Regions from separate parts of the Sus scrofa genome. Here regions 2, 3, 4 and 5 are each linked to region 1. A link is a contact called in public HiChIP or PLAC-seq and promoter capture Hi-C data. All regions are on one chromosome and are shown on one strand. Each heading gives the region's core, a stretch centred on a gene start, on an enhancer-like site or on the middle of the called end of the contact. The rest is flanking DNA. Distances are from core to core; before and after follow the strand shown.

Region 1 (5,173 bases), core at 1,719-4,218:
CTAAGATGAGTGAGCAGATAAGGCAGTGGATTCATGGAACACATATTCATGAAGCACTTACTTAACGCCGAGCACTGGACCTGGAGGTGGGAGCACCATGATGGGCAAACCAGGCACAAGAATTCCTGTGGGAAGCAGGCATGGATCGAATCAACAAATAAATGTATGACTCCAAAACGGAGCAGCTTTGAGGGAGCAGCACTGGTGCTAAAGGGCCCTTTCCTTGGTCAGGAAGACTTCTTGGGGAAATAATGGGAGTGAAGAGTGGGAGTGAAGTAGGTGAAGAGATGGAGGGAGAATGTTCTGGGCAAGGGGTACAGCAAGTGCAGGGCAGAGACTCCTGGCACGAGCCTTGTCAGGACAAAGCCCGCTCCAGCAGAGAGGGCTCTGCAGGCCTTTTCATAGATTTTTATTTCTATCCTAAGAAAGATGGGGGTGGGGTGCATTTCAGAGCTGTCAAATGATCTTGCTGAAATCCTAGGAGAAGTGATAAACCTTGGCAGCTGCTCCTGGTGGTCCTGGGCCATGAGTGAAGTAACTGAGTCTATGTTTCAAAGGAGCCTGGCCTCATTGTGCAGAAAGGACCTGAGTAGAGCAAGAATTGGATTGGCAGCCTGCTTAGGCTCTGGCATTGGGACTGGATGGTGGTGCCGTGGAGGGCTGCTTCAGAGGTAAATGGGCAAGACGTGTTGAGGTGGGTAAGGATGAAGGAGGAAGAGAGGGAAGATGCCTGAGCTTCTAGCTTGTTTCACTAGATGGCTGATGGGCTTGGTCAGGACCTGGGTCACAAAAGAGGACCAGGCTTTGAGTGGGTCATGGGTAGGGTCTTGGACACATGGCATTTGAAGTAAATTTGGGGATTGAGTGGAGATGTCAGCAGGAGGCTGGATATCCAGTCTGGAGCTCAGAGAGAGGCCCAGCTCAGAGGCTGCAGAACATGTGATCACGGCTCAACCAACGACTCTTAAGTTGAATGTCTTGATTCCCAGGCCCTTCTGGACAAGATACCGTAGCATCTTTTTGGCCGCATAGGCCCGTGGATGGCGGTGTTTGTTTGGGGGGAATTTGGCTGCTCTCAGTGGGGTCCACTAGAACAAGCATAGCCTTGGAAGAAACAAAGGCAACCGCACAAGTGCTGAAGTCCATTGGTTTGAAGGTGGTGGCTTGGTGTAGGGAAGGTGTGGCCACATCCAAAAATCTAACCCAATCATATCCTTCCCTTTCTCACCACACCCCACATTCAATCACATCTCATCAACTGGCACCTCAATTACCTGGGGCTACCAAGCACCCAGAGTGTGTAAGAGACAGAGGTAAATGGGAAAACACGAGCTCACAGCAGAGACATCATCAGACCCTTGATGTGCCCAGAGGTTAGTGCATCTCTCTCTTTTTTTGTTGTTTTTGGTTTGGTCTTTTTAGGGCCACACCCATGGCATATGGAGGTTCCAAGGCTAGGGGTCAAATAGGAGCTGCAGCTGCCAGCCTACACCACAGCCACAGTAATGCGGGATCCGAGCCGTGTCTGCAACCTACACCATAGCTCATGGCAATGCCGGATCCTTAACCCACTGGGCAAGGCCAGGGATCAAATCGGCATCCTCATGAATACTAGTCAGATTTGTTTCTGCAGAGTCACGTTGAGAACTCCCAGTACATCTCTTCAAACTCAAAATTCAGAATGGTCTGGGAACTCAAAAGTTTTTTGGTTTAGTTTGGGGAAAACTCACTCATTTAACCTCAAAACCTGACTGAAGGGACGTGAAGCTGTTGACAGTGTTTATCTTACTTGATGTGAATAGTCCTACATTTTGCTGGAGAAATGTAGTGTGTTTGATTACAGAGTGTTTGTTGTTCCAGAGCCTGCAGCTGGTAGTGATGGTGGTGGTGTTACCATATACATAGACTGTGAATAATTCTGAATTCCAGACACATTCCTTCAGATTCTAGAAGGTGGTTAGTGGACCATTCTAGTATCAGTCTTTTACTACTCAGGGGAACATACAAAAGAATTTAAGCATGCTAAAAATGATGATCATGAAAGTGTGAAAAGCATGATCCCATGTTGGTAGAGCCAACGTTTGATTTTTGAGCACCCAGAACACTGCTAAACCGTGTTCTAGACACTGAGGGTGGAGCAGTGAACAAAACAAGGCCTGTGAGTTCTCAGAGCTGACAATGCTACATTTTAAAAATTCCAGGAGTTCCCCTGTGGTAGTGGAAACAATCTGAATAGTATCCATGAGGATGCAGGTTTGATCCCTGGCCTCACTCAGTGGATTAAGGATCTGCCGTTTCTGTGAGCTGTGGTGTAGCTCACAGATGTGGCTTGGATCTTGGCGTTGCTGTGGCTGTGGTGTAGGCCAGCAGCTGTAGCTCCGATTGGACCCCTAGCCTGGGAACCTCCATATGCTGCAGGTTGGGCCCTAAAAAGCAAATTAAATAAATAAATATGCTGTAAAGGATGCGCGCGTGCACACACACACAAATTTAAAGATATGAAGCCCTGGAAGGGCAGTCACTAAAATTCCAGAAGTGTTTATTTCTAGATACAGGCATTAAGAGTAATTTTTTTCTTTTTTCTCTCTGCATTTCCAAATTTTCCTGCAATGCTCAGGACTTATTTTTGAATTTGTTTCTTTTTTTTTCTAAGAATGGCATCGTTAACTGAACAGTAATTTCTACCAGCTCTCCTCCTGGCAGGTGCGGATGGAGTCTCTGTGCAGTTCCGAAACCCCACCAGCAGAGGGCGCTGCGGTCGCGGGGCTCAGGGCGGAGCCGCCGCTGCGCTTTTCTCCCCAGCAACACCGGCCGGCGCGCGGCTCCGGAGGCGCGGCCTCCCGGTTTCCCCTGCCGGGCCTCCCCCTCGCCCCGCCTTCCGCCCGCCTCCCGCCCAGCAGGGGCGGTGGCCGCCGTGCCGCGACCTCGCCCGCGCCTCGCCCCTTGGGCCCGGGCCGACTCGGGCCCGAAGGGCGGAGCCCTGGCTCCTCGCAGACCTACCCGCGTGGTGCAGGAGGGAGGAGGGAGCCCGGCGCCCGGCCTCGCCCGCCCGGGCCGCCTGCCCCCCGCCCGCCCCCGGCGCCGCCCTCCCTCTGCCCCCGCCCGCCCCCGGCGCCGCCCTCCCTCTGCCCCCGCCCTGCCGCAGGGTCGGCCGGGCAGCGGCTGACTCGTACTTTGGAGCCGGATGGGGAGACGTGACCGCCGAGACACGGGCTGCGCCGGGAACAGGCGCGGGGGCGGGAGGGGGAGGCCGAGTTTCTGGGCACCTGGCGGCCGGGCGGATGGGGAGGGCAGCCGCCGCCCCCTCCCCCCGCGCTGAGTTCCCAGGGGAGGGGAAGGGAAGTGGGCTCCTCCCCGCCACGGGGCCCCAGCCCTGGGCCTCGTGTGTGCGCGCGCCGGCTCTCCTTCCTCCGCTCCTCTGCCCCGCCGCGCCCGGGCAGAGTCTGGTTTAGAAGGGTGGCCACGTTACCATTCCTGTCCGCTGAAGGTGCTCAGGCCTCCCGGGACGGAGAAATTTATGCAGTAAGATGCAGCCGCAATTGAGTCCTGGCCTCTGTCCAAGCTCAGTTTTCTAATCTGTAAAATGGGAAAGAGAATACCTACCTCCCAGTAGGCCCGTAGGTTTTCACACCAGGAAGCTTGTGATGCTCCAAGGAGATGTGCCGGGGAGAATTCCAAAGGAGAGCAGAATTATCCCATTCCCAAATCCAAAAAAAGGGCCATCTTGGTATCTCTACTGCATTTCCTAAGCTGTTTAACAATCTCTTGCCCTCACTTTGGCCAGGAAAGACCACCAAACACTGATTACCCTTCATAGAGTTTCCTCTTCTGTAATGGGGATTAAAAGGGAGGAGAGTGCACAAGCATTTCAGGGGCCGTCTTACTCTTTGGGTTAAATGCCCCAACCCTAGGATTAAGTGTGGCTTTTCTGGAGCTCTGATTGTAAACAAAGCTTAAGATGAAATACCCTGGTCCTTTAGAGTCAAAAGGTGGGGAGGGGTCATCCTACTACATTTAAGATGCAGATTCCAAGCCCTTCTCTGCTACTTGCTACTGTGGCTACTTTACCAAGTATTGAATATCGCTCAGCCTCAGTTTTCTTAGCAGTCAAATGGGAACACAGCACTGCTTTGTGGTGATAGGGTCAGGTACCCAGGGCGAATCTCCGACTTTCGCAGACCCTCATGAGTCAGTGAGGCAGCATTGTGTTGTCATTTGTCAGGAAATTCTCCTTATAGCTCTAGATCCTCCCCAGGCTTCAGGCTGTATTTCTGCGGCTCAGTCCCGGGAGAGAACCACTGGTCAGCCCCTTGTTCATTGATGTCATCTTCCAAGCAGAGAGGCAACTGCCAAGCTCCTCAGCCTGCCTTTCCTCACCCCTGGCCTCAGATATGGTATCAGGGTCCTCCCCAGGGAAATGGGGGAGGACAAATGCTGAGAGAACTGAGGTCCAGACCTGGAGATTTCCCCTAAATTTGTGAAAGGAATTACTAGCAAATCAGGAAGAAGAAAATGCTATGGAAAACTACCCCTGTGCTGGGGGGATTTATCTCAAGGCCCTCACAAGAACCCGGGCAGGAATCATCACTGCCTTTTTGCCTGTAAGGAAGCAGAGGATCTGCTGCCCAGGTCCCCAGTCTGTCCTTAGCTGGGCCCTCCTCCACCCCAGAGGACTCGTGAGTGTCTCAGGAGAAGGTGCTACCTCCACCTTGGCCTCTTCCATGTGTGTGTTGGGAAATGGCCGCAACTGCTACTGACACCAGGTTCTCTTGCCAGTGAGTTTCCTGGTGGTTATCCCTGGCTTGAAAGGCCAAGTGGCTCTTGGGAAACACACAGAAGCCTCCCCCTCCCTTCCTGTTGGAAACTTTGGCCTCAGGCGTAGAGTGGATGCCTGGGAAACACATTTCAGCTCCAGCCTCAGAGAGTCCAACTGCTCCTGGAGCTCTGCCAAGGCCGCTCTCAGGGATTGTGGGAGTTGGGAAGTCTGAAGGCCAGGAGGCCCCGCTCCCATGTGGGCCTCATCTCTGGACACGCTTGCTGGTGACCATCTGCGTGAGTGGTTCTCATCCCTGGCTGCCCTTGGAAAGAAGGCCGATGCCTGGGCTCCACCGCAGACCAATGAAATCCCATTTCTGGGAGGGGGCCCATGCTCCAACACTTAGGTTTTCTGAAG
Region 2 (5,173 bases), core at 985-3,484, 460 kb after region 1:
ATATCTGTAAAGTTATGGAGCCTCTGTATAGCATCATGAATTAAGAAAGAAAATAATTTCAAATGATAAGAAACAGACAAAAATTATAATTGTTCACATTTCACTTTTTTTTTTTTTGTCTTTTTGCCATTTCTGGGGCCGTTCCCACGGCATATGGAGGTTCCCAAGCGAGGGGTCTAATTGGAGCTGTAGCCACCGGCCTACGCCAGAGCCACAGCAACGCAGGATCCGAGCCGCGTCTGCAACCTACACCACAGCTCACGGCAACGCCGGATCCTTAACCGACTGATCAAGGCCAGAGATCAAACCCACAACCTCATGGTTCCTAGTTGGATTTGTTAACCACTGCACCACGACGGGAACTCCCACATTTCACTTTTTAAATGACAACCTTTTTAGTTTCTCCTCTGCTGTTTCTCTCCTGTGTCCTTGTAGCCGAATAATCAGGGTATTTATTGCATGAAATTTTGAAATTAATTTTTAGCAGCTATGATAAAATTATTCCTGTTCCTTAATTTTGGGAATACATTTCTTGCTGGAGACTTTTGAGTGCTTTGTTAATTTTATTGATTATATAAGCTTGCATTTGGAAAATCTAGGAAGCAAACCTTTTATATGTTGTATTTTCATACATTTGAATTAATTCTGGTTTGTTTTCAAGTTATGTCATCTTGATGGTGGTTTTTCTTTTATTTGCTAGGTATGCTTAAGAAATAATCCTCTCTATCATGCTGGAGCGGTTGCATTTTCAATTAGTGCTGGGATTCCTAAAGTTGGTGTCTTAATGGAATCAGTTTGGAATATGAATGATAGCTGTAGATTTCAACTGCGATCTCCTGAGAGCTTGAAAAGCATGGACAAAGCTAGCAAAACCACCGAAGCTAAGTAAGTACTGTGCCCTGACTAATCTTGAGTTGACACTAGTTTCTAGTTTGCTCTGTGTATGAAGGGGGTAATTGGGAGACTGAGAGGTATACAGTAACATAGATAAACATTAGCAAGAGGGAGTCTTGATAAGATCCCCACACATTTTGAAAGGTATTGGTAAAATTTCCTGTTTGCAACATGGGTAATATTTGTATATTATACTTATTCTTATATGGCAGCGTAGAGTTCTCCTTTGATGTCATTTATCATTAGAATGTGTCCTATGGAGGTGTTGTGTAGCAGTGATAATGTGCTCAGCCTTACCGTACTAGGCAGACTTTTCTCTCTTCTTTCCATGTGTAATCATCTTAATTTCGACTTAACATATTTCCTTTATCGTGATCATTGGAAGCGTTTTAAAGGCTAATGTGCTAGGGAGGGAAATTCTATAAAAGGTTTGTAAACTTTTAGATTGAAGGGGTATGTGAACAGAAATTCCACTAAATTGTGTACACCCCACATTCTCAGGCTGCCTTACTGTTTGGGAACCAGATACACAGATCTTAATGGCTACACTTTTAGAAGCATCTACTCATCTTTAAAAATATTTGTCTTGTAATTTTGTTGTTTGCTACATGAACTTCAAAACTTGAATATAGTTTCAAAATAACTTTTTCTTAATCTTATAAAATTACGTGACCATTATAGAAACATGGAAGAGTAATATAACAGCACATTCCAGAAATCATGTTTTAAGTATTCTGATGTACTACTTTCTTTTTTCCAGAATGTATACAAGCATTGAAAAAAATGACTGGGACTACACTATACATATAGATTTTTAAAGTTCTGAAATTTTTTAGTTTGCTCAAATGAATGGAGTGATCGTACAAGGGTTACTTTTAAACCCTTGTATTTTTAAATAAGTTAAAAAATGCTTTAATAGACCATAATATTGTAATTATGCCTAATTAAGGTTTTTGTGCTTTGTTTTGTGCTTTGTTCTCTGTCTTGTTTTTAAAAATAAATTTATATATTTTCTCTCTACTTACATTGATTTTTATCTTAAAAATAAAAGTAGTGAAATCATTGTTTGTGAAACTCTGAAAAGCATTTGGAATCTTTTTCGTGTGCACAAATAGAAGAGATTAAAATAGAATATGGTATTTATATCCTGTGATTTATTAAATTTTTCATAGTCTTCCTTGAAATTTGCCGTCTATACTAATGAGCTTAGTACAATATCAAAATGAAATTAAATGTTAAGAAGATAATCATTTTCATGTCATTAGACTCTTCTAGTCATGGAAATGTGTTGACTTTATAAGAGCGTGCTGGTGATGAGTCAGTACTGGCCTGCCTCCATGGTCACAAGGTTTGCAGAGCAGCCATGAGAATTCATGTGTGCTCGTACTGAGCTCTTTGCTGAGATGCTGATGAAAATACCACTGTTTTCTATGGACTATTTCTAAACCCATGTGAGATCCCTGGTGGGAATAATAGCAGATGAGGGGTTAAGACAATGGCCTTGATTACATTATATAACCAGAGTGATCTATATATAATAAATTTCTGAGTAATACATGACTTGTCTGTCTAAAAATTGATTTCTGCCCTTTAGTGAATAAAATATATTTTATTTTTACTATCTGCGGAATATAGATGTAGTTATCTTTTCAAGTATGACAATAACAGAGTATCTCAAGAAAGAGGGATAGTTTATTAATATACTATAATTTTCATTTCATTTATAGCAAGTGATTATTCTTGAACCTCTGGTGGTAAACAAAGTTTTGTAAACCATTGTGAGTAGAGTTCCTCCTTTGAACCCTAGGAAATTAATGATCTGGTGGGCTTTTTTAAAATTGCTTTTGCTATCTTTTCAGTTAAATTGCTATGTCCAAGTCATTGTTCACTAAAACATTAAACTTGTTTGCTCAAGAGGCTTTGGATAAAGCTGTTGATAAAACTGAGTGTAGCTTTTGTTATTATTCCTAGATAAGGCTTATCTGAACCATTGTTCCAAGTTGTTGATCTCTTCACATGATAATTTCCCTTTCCTATTTTAAAACATTATTAGAAATTTGAAGTATGTACTGTGTATCTTTTTCAGTACCTTGTATCCTAAAGAATAATACCATTTTGTACAAGCTTCTACTGTTTCATTCTCTTACGAAAATAAACTTGAGTCTTAAAAATAAGCCATTTGACAGGTTCCTGATATTTCTTTTTCCTAATGATAAAGAGTGTCTCATTTATAATTGCAGGCCTGAAAGTAAGCAGGAACCAGTGAAAACGGAAATGGGTCCTCCGCCCTCTCCAGCCTCCACGTGCAGTGATGCGTCCTCAATTGCCAGCAGTGCATCGATGCCATACAGTAAGTTTTATGTGTAGTACCCGTTGGTCACAGCAAGGTCCTGGGCAGACCCCTGGGTTCAGTTGGTTTCTGATTTGAGGCAACTCAGACCATTTTTAAATGTCTTTTAATATAAATTGTGTTCCTACTAGTTTGATTTTTTTTTTTTAACGAGCAACTTTAAGTGGAAAAACAGTATTTGCAGAGTTGTTTCTGAGAGCTGTAACTTTCGCCAGAAGTAAAATGCATCGTAGTAATAGAAGGAAGTAACTGCCACTCTCTAGAATATCTGCCCGCCTTTGTTGAAATTGTTATTATTATAAATTGGTTATGGTCAGAACTTTTGCTCAGAATTGTAGAATTTATAAACCTAGATTTATTGCTGCACCTTGAATTTGAAGAGTTTTGTTTTTTTTTTAAGCATTCCAATTTTTTTTTCCTTTTTTTTTGCATTCCAAAATTTTATAGCTGCAGTTGCTTTGTACCCACGGAAATTGAAAGTTCGTTTTTAATAGTCATGTGATAGTTTGAAGAACAGGCCACCAGATCTTCCTTTTTAAACCTTGGTCAGACAGCCGTAATTTTGAGGGTCAAAAAGAAGTATTTAATTTCTTCTTTGCCATTGTTTATAGTAGTGTAATTATTCGTGTATTTATTAATATTGTCAGGCATTAACAGATGAGGATATTTTTCACTGTGAATTCATTTGAAGTGGAAGTTAATCGTGAAGCCTAAGTCTGTAAAGCAGTAGTAGTTCAGGAAATTTTTGTTTATGTATCTTAAGTATGTATCCCTTTACAAATGATCTTTTTTCATATATTTAGATGAAATCTATAAAGTCTCTTTCACATTTTCTTTTTGGTACTTACCATTTTGTTGTTGTCTAAGAACGACGACGGTCTACCCCTGCCCCCAAAGAGGAGGAAAAGGTGAACGAAGAGCAGTGGTCTCTTCGGGAAGTCGTTTTTGTGGAAGATGTTAAGAATGTTCCTGTTGGCAAGGTTTGTTCAGAATATCTAAGAATCAGTCACTAACTGAGCGGTAGTGGTATTGGGTATGGAAGAGTTTTTGGTTGGTGAGTGCTCATCAGCCCTTCCTCGAGGCGGCTTTGCTTCTCACCTCTAATGACCTCTTGAGTCCCATGCTTTAACCTGATGCACGTATCTCCTTTGTCCCTAACCGATGAAGTGATGATTATTATGCCTCTCCTTGAGCATTTTATGGTGATAATGCTGCTTTTTTAAAAAACAGAAAAGTTGCAAAGAGATAACATTACTTTTTGATACAGTCCATTCTTGGGGACTATTAGACAGTTTTAATGGAGATGATATTCTGTAACATTTAAAAATCTTATTACTATCTTTAAGCTTCCACTTTCTCTTCCCTTCTTCCTGGAGAGGGGCTTGCCTTCTAAGAAACCAAGTGAGTAGAGTCCATCAGCTGGAATGCCATTAATTTCACCTTTCTCTTCACACATCGTAAAAACAAAATGGGTCTATAGCTATAGCATATCTGCCAAGTAAAGGTTTTCCTGATTGCTCTTTAGTTTCTGAAATGTGATGGTCTTTCATGTGTGCTTAAAAGACAGAGTAGATCCATCATGTCCTGCAGTTTAGAAAAGCCTTTCTATGTATTATCGCATTGGATTTTCAAACAAAGTAGTTTATGGGCAGCTGTTTTTTTTTTTTTTCCAAAGAAGATCTCACTGGCTTAAAATCAAAAGCAGTAAGTAGCAGAGTTGGAACTCAAGCATTCTGGTTTCAAGTCCTGTGCTCGGCTTTCTGTGCATTGCTGACTGTATCTGTGTTGTCCAGTATGGTAGCCACTGGCCATATATGTAGCCAGTTAAATTTATTAATATTAATAACTTTGGCAAGTCAGTTGCTTGGTCATAGTAGCTTCGTTTCAAGTGCCCGGTAGCCAGTTATGGCTAACAGCTGGCATATTGGA
Region 3 (5,173 bases), core at 1,721-4,220, 420 kb after region 1:
ATATGCCGTGGGAGCGGCCCAAAGAAATAGCAAAAAGACAAAAAAAAAAAAAATAAAGAATTAATGTATAAAGACCGTGTCTTTTATCTTTTCCTAACAAATTTCTTGTCCATTTGGTATGTGTATTTCCCTTTTCCTGTTTTGAATGCAGCTGAAAATAACATGGTTGGTTCTGCTTTAAAGGAAAATGACTCATTTTCTTGTGTTCAGCATTTAGTTTCTGAGATGTGTTTATCTTTCAAATGGCACAATAGTTTGGGATTTTGGTCTTCTTTTCATTTTGTTATGAAAAATGTTTGTTTATGGCACTATGTAGGAATTTCTAATCAGAACATTTTCTATGTTAAGGGAAGAAATTACAAATTTGTAAGTATAATGTCATTTTTTTCTGTGATGGTTTGCAGAGTGTTTCTGTAACATAAATTTTTTCATCTTCGTTTTATGGAAATCTTTGAGCAGTTTCAACTGTAAACCATTTTAGGAGGAAGAATTAAAAGGATTTCCCATTTAAATTGGTATCATGAATTTCCAATATTTGTTTAGAAACTTTTCATTTTGGTCTGACTGTGAAACTGAATGACCTATATCATTTATTTAGGGTAAAATGAACACATCATATAAACTGCCATCGGTCAGCTCCATCAGCACAAAGTATGTTTAAGTCCTGCCTGCCAGGAAGCTGATAGATGGATTTTCTCTCTAAAAAAGCAACCATTTGTGTAATTTGAGGTCTTTTAAAAGTAAAATCAGATGTATGCTGCTTAGCCCAGTTTTCTCTGGGTAGGCAAAAAGTGATTGCTTTTTTTTTAGAAATTGTCAAGTCAAGTTTAAAGAAATAAAATGTAGTTAAGACTTATATCTTGTAAAGGCATATTAGGGATCAATGTACAAGCTGAGATTTGTATAATAAAATAGAACAGGCATTCCCATTGTGGCTCAGTGGTTAACGAACCTGACTAGTATCCATGAGGATGCAGTTCCATCCCTGCCCTTGCTTGCTCAGTGGGTTAAGGATCTGGTGTTGCCATGAGCTATGGTGTATGTTGCAGACATGGCTCCGATCTGGCATTGCTCTGTCTGTGATCTAGGCTGGCAGCTATAGCTCCGATTCTACCTCTAGCCTGGGAACTTCCATATACTGCAGGTGTGGCCCTAAAAAGAAAAAGACCAAAAAAAAAAAGAACAGATTATACTTCTTCTTTTCCTTTTTTTTTTTTTTTTTTTTTTGCTTTTTTAGGGCTGCACGGGCAGCATATGGAGGTTCCCAGGAATCGGAGATACAGCTGCCAGTCTACACCACAGCCACAGCAATGCCAGATCCAAGCCACATCTGCGACCTATATGCCACAGCTCACAGCAGCACCAGATCCCGATCCACTGAGCCAGGCCAGAGATCAGGCCCACATCCTCACAGATACTAGTCAGACTCATTTCTGCTGCGCCACTACGGGATCTCCGATTATTCTTCACTAAGGAAATATCCTTTATCAGAGAGTGGGAAGAATAATCCTTCTGTAGCAGTGATCTCAAACCCATATGTCTCCAGGCGCTAGGCAGGTAAGGGCACCTCTAGTCACACTGGGCTGTCTAAGCTTGGTTGCTAGATCTCGTTTTTTAAGAGAAGCTAGAAGTCTGGAAATCTGTGTGAGGTTTTCAAATCTCCATGTTGGCAAATAGTCTTTTAAAAGTGATTCAGTATCATGTATACATCTGCAAGGTGGCAGTTTGTGACTTTTCCTTAGGACTCCCTTCTAGTAACTGACTGTAGCTTTTGCATATCAGTCTTAGAGGTTCTTTAGTATCCTTGCCTGTACTGCCTCCCCTTCCCTATTCAGATGATAAATAGTTAGTGCCTCATGGGAAGTTTAATATTATCAGGGAGGCAGGATTAAAAATTTTTAATATGCTTTATGTCACATATGCCACATTGCTGTACAGTTGTATATCTAAAGAGAATCATGTATGGGTAAATGATAGAGTACAAGATAGGCTGGTGGATTTTATTTTATTTTTTTGTCTTTTTGCCTTTTCTAGGGCCACTCCCACGGCATTTGGAGGTTCCCTGGCTAGGGGTCTAATAATCAGAGCTGTAGACGCCGGCCTACGCCACAGCAACGCCAGATCCTTAACCCACTGAACAAGGTCAGAGATCGAACCTACAACCTCATGGTTCCTAGTCGGATTCATTAACCACTGCGCCAGGACGGGAACTCCCAGACTGGTGGATTTTAGTATTGGCTTCGAGTGTTAAGAGTTCATTGATAGGGTTTCTGATTCTACGTTGTAACCAACCTTTTAGAAACCATCACTTGTTGAGTTTTGGTGTAGTGATTTTTTTCATTCTTCACTGTGTGTTTTGTATAAATGGTTCTATTGCTTCTCTTACTATCCACCCTCTCCCATTCCCCATTCCTGAGACATCCTGAAGTTGAGAACCCATGATCAGGCTTAAATGCATATAGAAGCAGTACAAAGTGGATTTTACAAAATGTACCTGAAAATCAAATGTCCTGAAGTCAAATTGCAGACCTACAATGAGAGCCCTCCAGGCTCTTCCCAGCCATTCTCAGACCCATGGATCAAGGTGGCTCCTTCTATTTTAAGTCACAGCGCAGAGTGGGTAGGTGGGCGGAAAGACTCTATTTCCTTCACACATAAGCAAATCCAGAGTCCAACACGAGAAGACTCAGTTGACACCTTATGTTTTACGTCCGAGACCCCCTTAAGGGGCTCCTCTCAGCACACCTTAACAAGGCTTGTTTGAGGATTATGTGAAAAGGGATTTGGGGTTGGGATGCCCTCTCTACTGGATTGAATAAGCTAGCTCCAGGCTTTCAGTTGGCTAATGGGGATGGGAATGTGGCTATTTGATGCTATGCCCTCTACAGCTTTGCCCAAGTACATCCTTTTATGTCAGGTACAGTGGCTGCCAAGCAGGAGCACCATGTGATAGCTTGAATTTATTGTTATTGTTGATACTGTGGACAGTTGGCATGCAAAGAAGCACTTCACAGGTGGCAGGCGGTGTATACAGTATGGTGCAATAGTTGTATAAAAGAACAGTGTTGGGGACTGACAACCTATATTTAGGAAAGTGCATGATGATACAGTGGAAGGGCCATGTCTCTTTCTCTACTGTCTGTCTAGCAACGTAGTCGTTGCTCTGTGCTCTGTGTACTTTCATTGCTTCTGAGTTTTAAAGCTTTAAGGTTTGGAGAGTTGCTTTTAGAGAAATGCCAGAGGTATTCCTATAGTATTTCTTCTTTTATAAGAAGATAATCTGGGTGCATTTGTGTTTTGGCAATACCTGCCTTCTCTGACATGGATGGCAAGAGGAGATCTTTAAGACATTTTCTGCAAGAGTCTTGATTTGGATGTTGTAGGGACCTTTACTGACTGTTGGCTGTTGTTTCTGTGTGTGGATTATTAAGTCCTTTACTCAAGTAAAATTACATGGATATGCAAAAGTTTTATTCTGTGCATGGATACTTAGAGATTGGAGTGAGGTCACTTGAAGGCAGTTTGCTCATAGTTTTGGATAAGTGCTAAGTGATTAAATGTTTTTGCTATGTTGACTATTCTGCTGTAAGAGTTTTATGGGAACTATCCTAAAAGAAATCTGTATATTTACACTCTTCTTGCTTGTTCTAAGACACAGGGAATAGTTTTGTTGAATTTAAAGGATCAGGCATCTTTTCTGCCTCTGAAAATGGATTGTATATAACAAGTATTACTGTACACTGGTCATTGCTGGAAATGTATCTAAAGAAGTGAAGGAGGGAGGAAATAACTTGGGGAGTTTTATCTCTTTGCTTCAAGTCTCAAGTCACTTCAACTAGAAACACAAATGACTAGAAAAAAAAGTAGGCAGTAAAGGTCCTGTTTGAGGGTGAAGCTGTAGATTTGTGTGGGGAGAAAATTAAGAGCTACCAGAGGAGTTCATGGAGGAGGGAGCATGTGAGCTGGGCCTGAAGTAAATGAGACTGGCAGAAATGTACGGATGGCGGCTTATGCCCCTTTCCACCGATAAGGTGATGACCGACACACATGAACTGCAGGTGGGTACGTACACCTGGTCTACCTACACCTGGTCCACCTACCGATTCCAGGTGTATGAAAAGCACCATCTTGTAGGAGGGGGAATTTCAGGAATACCTTTATGGAGAATTGAAGGCTTTTAGGGATCCAGACATACCTACCTTTTGGACAGTAGAAGTTTAGCTAGAAATCTAGCAATTTCATTCATTTTAGGGTGTGTGTGTGTGTGTGTGTGTGTGTGTGTGTGTGTGTGTTTATCTGAACGGGTGGCATGGGAATTAGGGGTAGGGCAGAGAATTATAAAACTGAAGAACCTGCTTTAAGTGCTCCTGCCAATTGAGGACCAGTGAGAAGGTGACTAAAATTATTATGTTAAATTTGGGGGAACTGAGATGGAAATTATAGGGAATTTGAAGGGCAGCTATAAATACGTTAGTTTTTAGCAAGTACTGTTTTACTGATTTCTCCGTTAACATCAGTTTGCTGTTACCTTGGTGCTTAAGAAATTTTAGCCTCTGGATCTGTAAAATGTCTATAAATTTGAAGGAATAAAATAGGTTATTGAATTGGAATGTAGAATAAATCTTTGGTGTAGAAGTACTAAGGATTGTCAGAAGCACATTGCTAACCTATCCATTGTGTGTTCTGGCCACCTTACAAAGGCTTTCCTGCCTGCCTCTGAATGAGATTATATGCTGAGTTATGAGGTTATTTTGTGATGTTATGCCGTGCTCTTAAAATTGTTTTCCGTCACAATCGCATGTAAAGATTTATTCTGAAATGGAAGTTGGTGAGCTCTAGGGGTGGTTTTCCTTTTATTTTAAAAACAGGGAAAACTTTCATTAATATTGCTATGAGAGGAAATACAGTTAATAACTTTAAGCACTGTAAGCTTTGGAGGAAGATCCTTTACAGTAGTAGATGAGTGCCACATAATTATGTAGAGATGTTCAGTAATTGAGTAAATTGAAACGAATGTGATTATTGGTCTGCAGTAATTCTGGGATTTGCGTGTCTGCTGAGGACTCTATAATGTAAAGGGGAGCTAAGGACTCCTTATTTTGCAGTTAGTCCCCCCCGCCACACCACCCCCCCCCCGAAGTTTTCTTTGTTACTGTTTCTGGGATCCATGTAA
Region 4 (5,173 bases), core at 1,085-3,584, 380 kb after region 1:
ATGGAATCAGGTTAGATGACTTAGGTTTAAGTCTCATCTTCAGCACTTACCGTAAGTGTTTTAGCCTCAGTGTCCTCATCTATATAATGGAGAGAATATTATTTACCCCAGAGGGTGCTATTAAAAGACCTAAGTGTATAAAGTAGTATGTAGTCAAGTGATACATTTGCCAAGTGGCACATAGTGAGACAAATAAAAGCATCTGCTGAGACTACTATTATAAAGTGGTCTAGGAGCTTGAACACTTGTTTACTTGTTTAGGCCTCACTGAAACCCTATATAGATCTATTACTATGGAATATTTCGCAAATGAGAAATATTTATGACAGGTTAAATGATTTAATAAAAGTCACATTAAGCAACAGAAACAGGGCACAAATTCACATCTGTCTAGCTCCAAAACCAGCAGTGTCCACTGGTCTACCCTGCTTCCCTATGTCTCCCATGGACTTCTAATAGACAGTGGCCTTGAAGTCACTTTTTAGTCTAAATTAATCTGGGCCAATTTGGAGCTGGCGACCTACAAAAGTGTTCCATTATCTGTCTCCAGGGCTATTTACGCTATCTTAATTATAAATAAATTTTCATGTATTTTGTTCAAAAGAACTTCCTAAGCAAAAGAGTGTGTGTGTCTATGTCTGTAATGCATTAGCAGAAGAGTGGTAGTTAATATTAAAAATGTTTCATAGGAACCCTGGTTTAATGAATATCCAAACATACTGGAGAAGAGGCTTCATGTTTTCTTTTTTTTTTTTTTTTAAGGCTCCACCCGGGGCATATGGAGGTTCCCAGGCAAGGGGTCTAATTGGAGCTACAGCTGCTGCCTATGCCACAGCAAGGTGGGATCCAAGCTGCATCTGCAAACTACACCACAGCTCTAAGCAATGTGGGATTCTTAACCCACTGAGCGAAGCCAGGAATCGAACTTGCAACCTCATGGTTCCTAATCGGACTCGTTTCTGCTGCACCATGATGGGGTCTCCTTCACTTTTTTTTTTGTCTTGAAAGAGGTACTTGATTTTCTGAAGCAGCTGTAGAAGCCTTTGAGAAGAAAGCTATGAACTGGTTCCCTAGAAAAAAGCAGATAGATTTAGCAGTTATGATCCCACTGACAGTAAACTGAAGAACGAAACATCTTTGTAGAAGAGATATATCATCTTTCATTTAAAAGTAGTAAAAAAAAAAAAATCGTGAATCATTCAAAGCAGGAAATGGGTGGAAATTTCCACATTTGTCTTCGTGCGGGTATATGATGGTGCTGGTGTTGGGGAAATTGGGGAGATCAGAGTGATAAACGTAGTAGCTGCAAAGTCAGCTCTAGGATCCTACTATTGGACCTTCTGGAAAGGTTCTTACATAACTACCTTACTTCTACAGTAAAAGGCTGTGTATTTCTTGCCCCTTGACTAATTTTACATTTCCACTTTAAATATAGCTGCGGATCAAGGACGAGAAACAACAAAAACCCCCTAAGGGTCCGCAAAATAATTAGGGCCTCCCCGAGGGTAATAAGAGCGAGAGAACGAAGAACCCCCTCTTCTTTCCCAGCCCCCCCTTCCCCCGGGGGATACACACTTAGCCTCCCTCCAGTTCTCCCCACCCCGACCGGCTCACCCCTCCGCCTCCTCTTCCCTTAACACGTGCTCTCCGGAACACTCACTCCGGAGATATCCCACCCCCAGGGGGCTGGGCTCGGGATCAGAACGGACCAATCCGCACGCGCCTTACAGCGTCGTGGCCCGACAACGTTGAGCCGCCCAATCGAAAGGGCCTTACCGCCCGTTTCCCGGAGCCCCGCCCCCTCGCAGCCGTGCCCCCGCCCGCCGGTCTCCTCCCTCCTCCTCCTCCTCCCGTTCGCCCCTCCCCCGCGGCTCGGGAGCGGAGCCTGCGAGACGGAGAAACTGGGGCAGAAGTGAAGATGGCGGCGGCGGTGCTGGCGGCGGCGGCGGCGGCTTCTTGCCAGTGACGCGCGGTGCGGGCTCATCTCCCTCCCCACCTCCTTATTCCGGACCCCGTCCGCCGCCGGGACCACACCAGCCCCGCAGCCCGCAGCCCGCCTCGCTCCTCCCTCCCCAGTCGGCCCTTCTCCCGACGCCCGGCTGCCGCTGGCGGCGGCGCGCCCCGGGTCCCGGCCTCGCACTCTTGCGCGCTGTCGCCGGGGGAGCCGGTGGCGTGTTGATCCGCCCTCCTGCCCGGACCGCCGCGCCGCGGACACACGCTCGGCAGGGAGGCGGCAGCGGCCCCTGCGCATTTGCTTCTCTCCTTTTGGGGACTGGGAGGTGGCGGCGGCGGCGGCTGTGGGTTTTGGGGAGGGGAAGGGATCCGGGGGGTGCATAGCGGGAGGGGGCAGTCCTCCGGAGGAGGACGAGAAGGAAGCACCATGACGTCCATCCATTTCGTGGTTCACCCGCTGCCGGGCACCGAGGACCAGCTCAATGACAGGTAATAGGGCCAGCGGGCGGGCGGGCGGGCGGGGGGAGGGGCGCCTCCCCGCCCTCCCCTCCCCCACGGGGCCGCGCCGGGGCGGGCGCCGGTGTTTACGCGCCGACCGGCCGGCGGGGGAACGGGGGTCCTCACTGCCCCCGGCTAGGCCCCTCCGGGGTAAACTTCTGGTCCTGGGGCCCCGGGGCCGCGGGGGCGGTGGGGAGCGTGGTGTGGACGGGAAAGCGCACTGCACCCTCCTTCCTACACCCCCGCCCCCCCTCCACGGAGGAGCCGCGTTGAACTCGGTGGAGATGGGAGGGGGGGTCCGGCTCCCGGTGTGTGTGTGTGTGGGGGGGGGGGCATGTAATTACCGCCCGGCCCAGGCCCGAGGAATCCATATTAGTCAAAGTTGAATTGAGACAGACAATGCGGATGGGGGATGGTGGAGGTAAAAAGAGAGGGAAGAGGAGAAGCCGGGCGTGGGGCCCCGGGGTAGGCTGGGCTCGCCCGGGCCCCGGGGAGCCGTGTCCGGTGGGGTGTTCTGGACCATCCGGGCCTGGAGATCCCGGGGGAGGGGGGTGGGTGGGGAGAAGCTGATTCCCGGCAGATCGCGGTTGGGGGGAGGGAGGAAGCGCCATGATTATTGTTATTATTATTAAATTTGAGTCCCTGCAGTGAGGTTTGCCTGTCCCGGGAGGGGATAAATTTAGGCGGAGGTGGGGAAGTGGATTGGGTTCCCTTTGCTCTGCTTCTCCCGAAATGATGCTGGCAGCTCCTGCTCCCGGCCCCTATGTTGCGAGCTTTTTTGTTTCCTTTTTTATTCTAATGATAGTGTTTTCCTGAGTTGTAATTTGACAGCTGAAAACCGTGCGTAGAGTCAAAGGAAAACTCTTGCGTTTGCAGTTCGCACTGCTGCTTTTCTTAACATGCTGTAAATTTCTGGGATGGGTTTTGCTCTGGGCGGAGGAGGATTTATGATTTTTTTTTTTTTTTTTTTTTGTCTTTCATAAGAAGGCTGTTTTGGCCCTGGATTCCTCCCCTTCCCTCCTCCACCGTTCAGTGCCAGTTTAGGATATTGAATTGCAGGGCCGCATGCTCTCAGGGAACTGAGATAAAGCAGGAAAAGTTCCTTCACTGTTGCAAAACAGCCTCCGAGGAGGTTGAGGGAAGACTCCATTAAAGCCAGTCTTAGAATCCAGGACTCAGATCTAATGATGGGCTAAGTATTTACAGGGTTAGAGAGTGGGACATTTTAAGCCTCCTTCTCTCCCAACACTTTCGCTGCTCTCTATTCCTTTTGAGTTTAGAAGGCCATCTCGGCTCAAGTTTAGAAGTTAGATATTTTTGTTAAGTGACCGGTGACATAAATTGCATGACGCCCTGTTTGTCATGCGCTTCCCGGAGGGAGGAAGAGGCCTAACTTGCTGCTAAGATATTGGCCTCGGTCTGGGAGTGGGGCGAACAGCTTTTCGATCCGAGAAGCTGGAGGCTTCTGGCATTGGGTTCGGATTTGTCTAATCTTTGCTGTAGCCATATTGTATTTAACATGTTTGTGAAACTTTTGGAATACTTTCTGAAAATATTAACCATTTGGAGTTGTCACGTAGTTCCTTTAAATACTGGGATGAGTTCTAAGTCATTTATTTTAAGATTTTGTAATTCAGTCCTTACTCCAGTTTTATTTCATTACGGATCTTTTGTTAAGACTTTCTCATAAGTTTTTTTTTTTTTTTTTTGTAAATTTTAGAACCAGGCTTGTAGTCAGGATAGCTGTACTGTCATTCATAGAACCAAGTTGATAGTGCTTGTGGTGCACCTTGTCTTGTACCTCAGAAAATTTGAACCAAGAGAGAAGTAGGGCATGTTTTCTATATTAGTTCTAACTTTATATACCAGGAATCCTGACTAGCTTACTCAATTGACTATGCATGCCTAAACGTATTTTGCAGTTGTGTTGGGCACTTTGAATAATTTTTGAGCACTCCTTTTGTTTCAGCTAGTCTCAGAAATTAACATGTATCTTTTTAAAGCTACCTTATCTTTTTTTTAAATTTCTGGTGTAAACAATCAGCTTTGTTTTTGATTTCCTGTAGGGTCAATATTCGATATTAAGCATATTTGGGTTGTCTTCAGTTTTCATTTAATGAAGTTAAGAAAAGACAGATGGATTTGATGAGATCATGGCATCAGAGGTGGCAGATATTTGAAAAAATAGGAAAGAAAATCTTAGGAACCTATAATTGTATCTAGAAGCAGTAAAAATGTCTGGTCTGTTGAGATTTATGAAGGCAGCATTTGAGATAGTCATGCTCCCTCAGTTTGAAAGTGGTTGACTTGATGGAGCTGTTCTGTGTCTCCCCTTCAAAAGAAAAATCGAGTTTGCATATCTAGTTGCAGAGTAATAAGATCAACCTATTGCTGCATTGCTTTGAGTGAAATCTCTTTCCAGAAGAGCTTGGTTTTCTGGAACCTTTTAACTTACTAGAATAAACCCAGAATATTTTTGTCTTCATATAAAAATCTACCAAGTGTTAGTAAGTTTTGATAATAGGAAAGAGTGCATATTTCTATGGCTTGATTTTTTTTTTTAATCTGCAAAATGTATCTATGATAGTCACAAATGAAATGATAAATGATTGTTTTGGATGAAAAAGGCTATAATTAGGTAGACTTTAGTCTTCACTGGAAAAGCAGTAAGATTGGACAGGCAACATGGTAATGCAATAAATTGCTCAGTTGAAGAAAACTT
Region 5 (5,173 bases), core at 1,620-4,119, 280 kb after region 1:
AAAAAAAAGAGTAGTGTATTATTTTTCTGTGACTGTTGTAACAAATGAGCACAAACTCAGTTTATTCAGTGGGCTGAAGACAAGGTCCCCGCAGGACCACGCTCACTCTGGAGGCTCGAGGGCAGAGGATTGACTCCTTGCCTCTTCCAGCTTCTGATGGCCACTGGCATTCCTTGGCTTGTGACCACATGACTCCAATCTCCACTTTTTGTCTCCCTCTGACTTTCTCTCTCTCTCTCTCTTTTTTTTTTTTTTTTTTTTGGCCATTTTTTGGGCTGCTGCTGCGGCATATGGAAGTCCCCAGGCTAGGGGTCTAATCGGAGCTGTAGCCACCGGCCTATGCCAGGGCCACAGCAATGCAGGATCCAAGCCACGTCTTCGACCTACACCACAGCTCACGGCAATGCCAGATCCTTAACCCACTGAGCAAGGCCAGGGATCAAACATGCAGTCTCCTGGTCCCTAGTCGGATTCGTTAACCACTGCGCCACAAAGGGAACTCCATCCCTCTGCCTTTCTCTTATAAGGACACTCATGTCTGCATGTAGGGCCCACTTGGCTCATCTACGATAATCTCCCCATCTCAAGATCCTTAAAGTAATCACATCTTCAAAGACTTTTCTTCCACATAAAGTAACACTTAGAACTTTTAGGGATTGGGGGAGTTCCCGTCGTGGCTCAGTGGAAACGAATCCGACTAGGAACCATGAGGTTGCGGGTTCGATCCCTGGCCTTTCTCAGTGGGCTAAGGATCCAGTGTTGCCATGAGCTGTGGTGCAGGTCACAGACGCGGCTCAGATCCCAAGTTGCTGTGGCTGTGGTGTAGGCTGGTGGCTACAGCTCCAATTCAACCCCTAGCCTGGGAACCTCCATATGCCGCAGGAGCGGCTCAAGAAATGGCAAAAAAAAAAAAAAAAAAAAAAAGAAGTTTCAGGGATTCAGACCTAGTATTGTTGAGAGCCATTGTTCAGTCCCCTACAGGTGGCAATGCCCAATATCCTCATGGGTATTATAGAGAAAGAGGTGCCTTTTACACCGCTATTGGGTATTAAATTGTTAACACATTTCTTGATGGCACATTAACCTCAGTTTGCTTCTCCAGGTCCACTGTCTTCTCCATCCCTCTGTGCCCCTGCAGGTCGACCTGTGTGGCCTGGCTGGGTTCTGCTACTGAGTCATGGGAAAGAGCTGGGAAGATGGGAAGAGGGTGAGGACACCGGTTCTTTGGTTTCCTCTGCTGCCTGGGTTTGCTGCATCTCTGCACCCACGGCCACATCTGTCAGGTGGCCCTCCCCAAACATCACCCTCTGCAGGGTCTGGTAACTGCTCCCTCCCTGCCTGCCCCAGGCGGGGGTGGTAGTACTGCCAGCACTGCCCCATCCTTGGCTGGTTTCACACAGGTGTACATTGTCCTTTTATTAGACACCCTCACCAGCCCAGTTTTAGCATGCCACTTGTTTCCCGTCAAGCCCTGACTGGCGCTAGGGGTTAAATCAGAAGTCTATTTATAAGAAAGTTCATTGGCAGCATTATTTATAATAACAAAAACTCAAAATAGCCAAAATAACCAAATTGGAGACTGGTTTTAAGCAAATTATGATGCCTCCACATAGAATATAAAAATGCATTAACAATCATATTGTAAAAGAATATTACTAAAATGGAGTTCCCTGATGGCCGAACAGTTAAGGACCTGGTGTTGTCACTGCTGTGGTGCAGGCTCTATCCCTGGCCCAGGCTAATTTTGCATGTTGAGGGTATGGCCAAAAAAAAAGGAACATTATTAAAATGATAAAATGGTCATAAAATGGTCCACATATATTCCTAGGTTAAAAAAAACCCACAGGAGTTCCCATCGTGGCGCAGTGGTTAACGAATCCGACTAGGAACCATGAGGTTGCAGGTTCGATCCCTGGCCTTGCTCAGTGGGTTAACAATCTGGCGTTGCCGTGAGCTGTGGTGTAGGTTGCAGACGCGGCTCGGATCCCACGTTGCTGTGGCTCTGGTGTAGGCTGGTGGCTACAGCTTCGATTCGACCCCTAGCCTGGGAACCTCCATATGCAGCGGGTACGGCCCTAAAAAGACAAAAAAAAAAAAAAAAAAAAAAGTGCTTGTATATCTTACAAAATGTGTATTTTGTTGTGTAGCTGTCATATAATTGAATGTAAGCATCATGCCATATTTCTATAATACTGTACATTGTATAGATATATTATATATGTCACTTTTGTAAAGAATTATTTACATATGTATTTGTATCATATTTTGTGTCGTATATGTTATATATAACATACAATACATAATACACATGTTATAGAGATCGTGTATGTATATGCATGTGTGAATGTATATCTTCCAGATGTCAGCTGAGATCATTCAGCCCTTTGGGCCTGAGAAGCAAATTGGTTGTATCCTCTATTCCGTGTTTGCGGACAATATAATGTACAACGTCCCGTTCAAGATTTATTCAGATTTCCAGGGGCTCACCGCTGCCTCGGGCCTCTCTCTCAGCCCGCTCAGGCTTCTCTCCCCTCTTCCTGCTTCACTGCTGCAGCTTAGACTGGGGATTCAGCCATTTCCCTGAATTTCTCCAAAACCGTCTGCACAAGGTAAATGTGTGTGTGCCCGAGTTCTTCTTAAGGTTCAGAATTCTGCGTGGCTCAGGTACCCAGGGCAGGCGTCTTAGGCGCCCGGCTCTGCAGGATCTGATTGGAGGACCGGCCGTGGGCGTGGGCGTGGACGGGGGCGTGGCTGCAGCCGTGGGGCTGCCCACCCGGACCGCGGCGCCAGGGCAAGGCCCGCCCTTACTCTAAGCTCTGCCCGCTTGTTTTCCCCGCCCCCTCTTTACAGCGTCCTCCCCACCCCACATTGCAAACCTAGACTCCTTGATAACTCCGACCGACGTCAGTCTGGAACGGAGGAGACCAACAAGGAGAATCTCTGAACTGTGAGTCCCTCCCACTTCCAGGTCTCTAAGAGGAAGGAAGCCCTGGACGATGCGGGCGCAGCCCGCGCTCGCTAGCCGAGTGGGCTGGAGCAGGTCCCTTTCTGCTGCTTTCCAGCTGTTTGGTTAGGGCACCGGTGTCCAGGTGCCTCAGTTTCCTTATGTACCAAACCCAAGCGGCACTAACATTTAAGACGGTCGCTGAGAATTAAATGAGTTAAATACAGAAAAATATCTTTGGACTTGGTAGTAGGCAGAAGTTTCTTAGAGTTTAATATGTACAAGGTGCTTAGAATAATGTTTGGTACAAAGTAAATACTATTGAATGTTGGCTCTTTTTTTCTGCATAAATATGCATTATGCCGTCACCCCATCCTTCCCACGAACGTTCAAGAGCAGCTAGTCCGTTTGGTTTTGAATTGCATATTTATACCTATAACTATACCTAAAATACCAGAAGAAAATATTTTAATATGTTGGAGGTGGAATTATAGTGCTTATTTCTTCCTTTTATTTTCTTTGTGGCTTTTAAAGTTTTTCAAGTTTGGTATATTGAGCATTTGTTATTTTTGCAACTATGGAAAATGCAAATTTTTTTTCAAAAGAAAGGCAAGAGAAGCCTCTTGGGATGATGATGTAGGTTAGGAGAAATCTTTCCCCTGCATGTAAGTGAATTAAAACCCTGGAGACCAGGCACGGCTCCTTGGCTCCTCCAGAAATGAGTGGTCCTTAAAAATTAATGATTCCCCACCGTTTGCATTTCAGAATAAATCCGTGATTATCTCCTGCTCTTCAGACCTGCCATTTCAGCATCTTAAAAAGAAACCAAAGAGAAACTAAAGTTCACGACCAGAGACCTTCCTACAAATCAAATTTTCTCTTCGGTTCCTAGTTTTTAAGCGGCTTAGTCTGCTTCCTTGCCCCTAATTGCTCTATTAATTTAATCTGCTAGGAGTCTCCCACGAGTCTAATCAGTTTTCGGGGCTGGTTCTGGCTGGGCTGGTCTCTTCCATGGGGTTGTGCTGAGCTGTTTTACGCGTCGTCCTGAGTTCTGTTTTGCTAGCTTTCTCCTGACCTAATTAAATGAGTATATGTGAGGAGTAGCACATTAACTGAAATGCTATGGACTCCTTTTCTTTTCCTCCTGTGAAGACCTGGAGCTACACTTTGTCCTAATTTTCCTATTTCGGTTCCTCATTGTTTTTCTCTCTCTCTCTTTGCTCTTTAGGGACGCACCCAGGGTATATGGAAGTTCCCAAGCCAGGGGTCAAATCGGAGCTGTAGCTGCCGGCCTACACCAGAGCCACAGCAACACCAGATCTGAGCCGCATCTGTCATCTACACCACAGCTCACGGCAATGCCAGATCCTTAACCCACTGAGCGAGGCCAGGGATCAAACCTGCAACCTCATGGTTCCTAGTCGGATTCGTTTCTGCTGTACCACAATGGGAACTCCACCTCATCGTTTCTCTTAAAGGCACTCAGTAGCTTCATGTTTATCTAGCATAAATCAGTGCTTTGCATAAAAACGCACCCTAAGCAAGTTAGTGTACTTTCATTTCCTCGTCTGTAAAGTGGAGATAAAAATGTCTGTATTGGTTTCCCAGGGCTGCTATAACAAATGACCATAAGCTCGGTGGCCTAAAACAGTAGTTTATTCTCCTCACAATTCTAGAGGTCAAAAGTACAGACTTGAGAAGACACAAGGCCATGCTTCCTCCAAAGGCTCCAGGGGGAGAATCCTTCCGGCTCTGGCCTTCTCTGGTTTGTGGCAACACAACGCCCATCTCTGCCTCCATCTTCCTCCTCTGTGCCTCAAATGTCCTGCTCCTTTCTGTTACAGGGACACCCATCATTAAATGGAGGGCCACCTCTAAATTGAAAATGATCTCATCCTAAAATCTCTAATTTAATTACATCTGTAAAAACCCTATTTTCTTTTTTTAAAAAAAATTATGGTTGATTTACAATGTCGTGCCGATTTCTGCTGTATAGCATAGGACCCAGGTACATGTATCTATATATGCATTCTCCTTCTCATATCATCCCCCATCATGTTCTGTTCCAAGAGACTGGACACAGTTCCCTGTGCTATACAGCAGGACCTCATTGCTTATCCATTCTAAATGTAATAGTTTGCATCTGCCAACCCCAAACTCCCAGTCCATCCCATTCCCTCCTGCCACCCCCTTGGCAACCACAGGTCTGTTCTCCATGTCTGAGTCTGT

What was found. Promoter capture Hi-C pulls out the DNA fragments that hold promoters and counts their contacts. HiChIP or PLAC-seq counts read pairs in DNA pulled down with a chosen protein or histone mark.
Region 2: an H3K27ac HiChIP or PLAC-seq map of skeletal muscle shows a contact between it and region 1, with 2.2 times the contacts expected there. The contact joins two enhancer-like sites. A contact is called at or near these places in 4 of 47 Hi-C or Micro-C datasets (embryonic fibroblasts, epiblast stem cells, heart right ventricle and 1 more) and 1 of 2 datasets of contacts at active chromatin or transcription factors (skeletal muscle).
Region 3: a contact with region 1 is called in an H3K27ac HiChIP or PLAC-seq map of skeletal muscle, with 3 times the contacts expected there. The contact joins two enhancer-like sites. A contact is called at or near these places in 2 of 2 datasets of contacts at active chromatin or transcription factors (alveolar macrophages and skeletal muscle).
Region 4: a contact with region 1 is called in a promoter capture Hi-C map of fetal liver, with 3 times the contacts expected there. The contact joins the promoter of LOC110260477 here to the enhancer-like site in region 1. A contact is called at or near these places in 3 of 5 promoter capture datasets (fetal liver, fetal skeletal muscle and liver), 4 of 47 Hi-C or Micro-C datasets (heart right ventricle, liver, mesenteric adipose tissue and 1 more) and 2 of 2 datasets of contacts at active chromatin or transcription factors (alveolar macrophages and skeletal muscle).
Region 5: a contact with region 1 is called in an H3K27ac HiChIP or PLAC-seq map of alveolar macrophages. The contact joins two enhancer-like sites. A contact is called at or near these places in 1 of 47 Hi-C or Micro-C datasets (embryonic fibroblasts) and 1 of 2 datasets of contacts at active chromatin or transcription factors (alveolar macrophages).

Annotation. Positions count from the first base shown.
Region 1 is chr4:34,262,308-34,267,480 of Sscrofa11.1, forward strand. No RefSeq gene overlaps it. Among named protein-coding and RNA genes, the nearest start is that of AZIN1, 38 kb to the left of the region's middle. Within about 2 kb of position 2,969, at least 62 of the 83 cell types and tissues checked have an H3K27ac peak or open chromatin away from gene starts, as enhancers often do. A contact at or near this core is called in alveolar macrophages, embryonic fibroblasts, fetal liver and 3 more, where this site is marked.
Region 2 is chr4:34,724,912-34,730,084 of Sscrofa11.1, forward strand. It overlaps UBR5 (E3 ubiquitin-protein ligase UBR5), which reads left to right. Exons shown (of 59, transcript XM_021089039.1): 14 at 701-885; 15 at 3,135-3,244; 16 at 4,112-4,224. Among named protein-coding and RNA genes, the nearest start is that of UBR5, 82 kb to the left of the region's middle. Within about 2 kb of position 2,235, at least 6 of the 83 cell types and tissues checked have an H3K27ac peak or open chromatin away from gene starts, as enhancers often do. A contact at or near this core is called in skeletal muscle, where this site is marked.
Region 3 is chr4:34,683,906-34,689,078 of Sscrofa11.1, forward strand. The region is part of intron 1 of UBR5 (E3 ubiquitin-protein ligase UBR5); the gene reads left to right. Among named protein-coding and RNA genes, the nearest start is that of UBR5, 41 kb to the left of the region's middle. Within about 2 kb of position 2,971, at least 2 of the 83 cell types and tissues checked have an H3K27ac peak or open chromatin away from gene starts, as enhancers often do. A contact at or near this core is called in skeletal muscle, where this site is marked.
Region 4 is chr4:34,643,902-34,649,074 of Sscrofa11.1, forward strand. It overlaps LOC110260477 (splicing factor, arginine/serine-rich 19-like), which reads right to left and starts at 2,335. Exons shown (of 2, transcript XM_021090802.1): 1 at 1,615-2,335; 2 at 913-1,070. The coding sequence starts at 2,335. The coding sequence ends at 1,634. UBR5 (E3 ubiquitin-protein ligase UBR5) reads left to right here and starts at 1,909. Exons shown (of 59, transcript XM_021089039.1): 1 at 1,909-2,442. The coding sequence starts at 2,381.
Region 5 is chr4:34,546,757-34,551,929 of Sscrofa11.1, forward strand. No RefSeq gene overlaps it. Among named protein-coding and RNA genes, the nearest start is that of ODF1, 29 kb to the left of the region's middle. Within about 2 kb of position 2,870, at least 48 of the 83 cell types and tissues checked have an H3K27ac peak or open chromatin away from gene starts, as enhancers often do. A contact at or near this core is called in alveolar macrophages and embryonic fibroblasts, where this site is marked.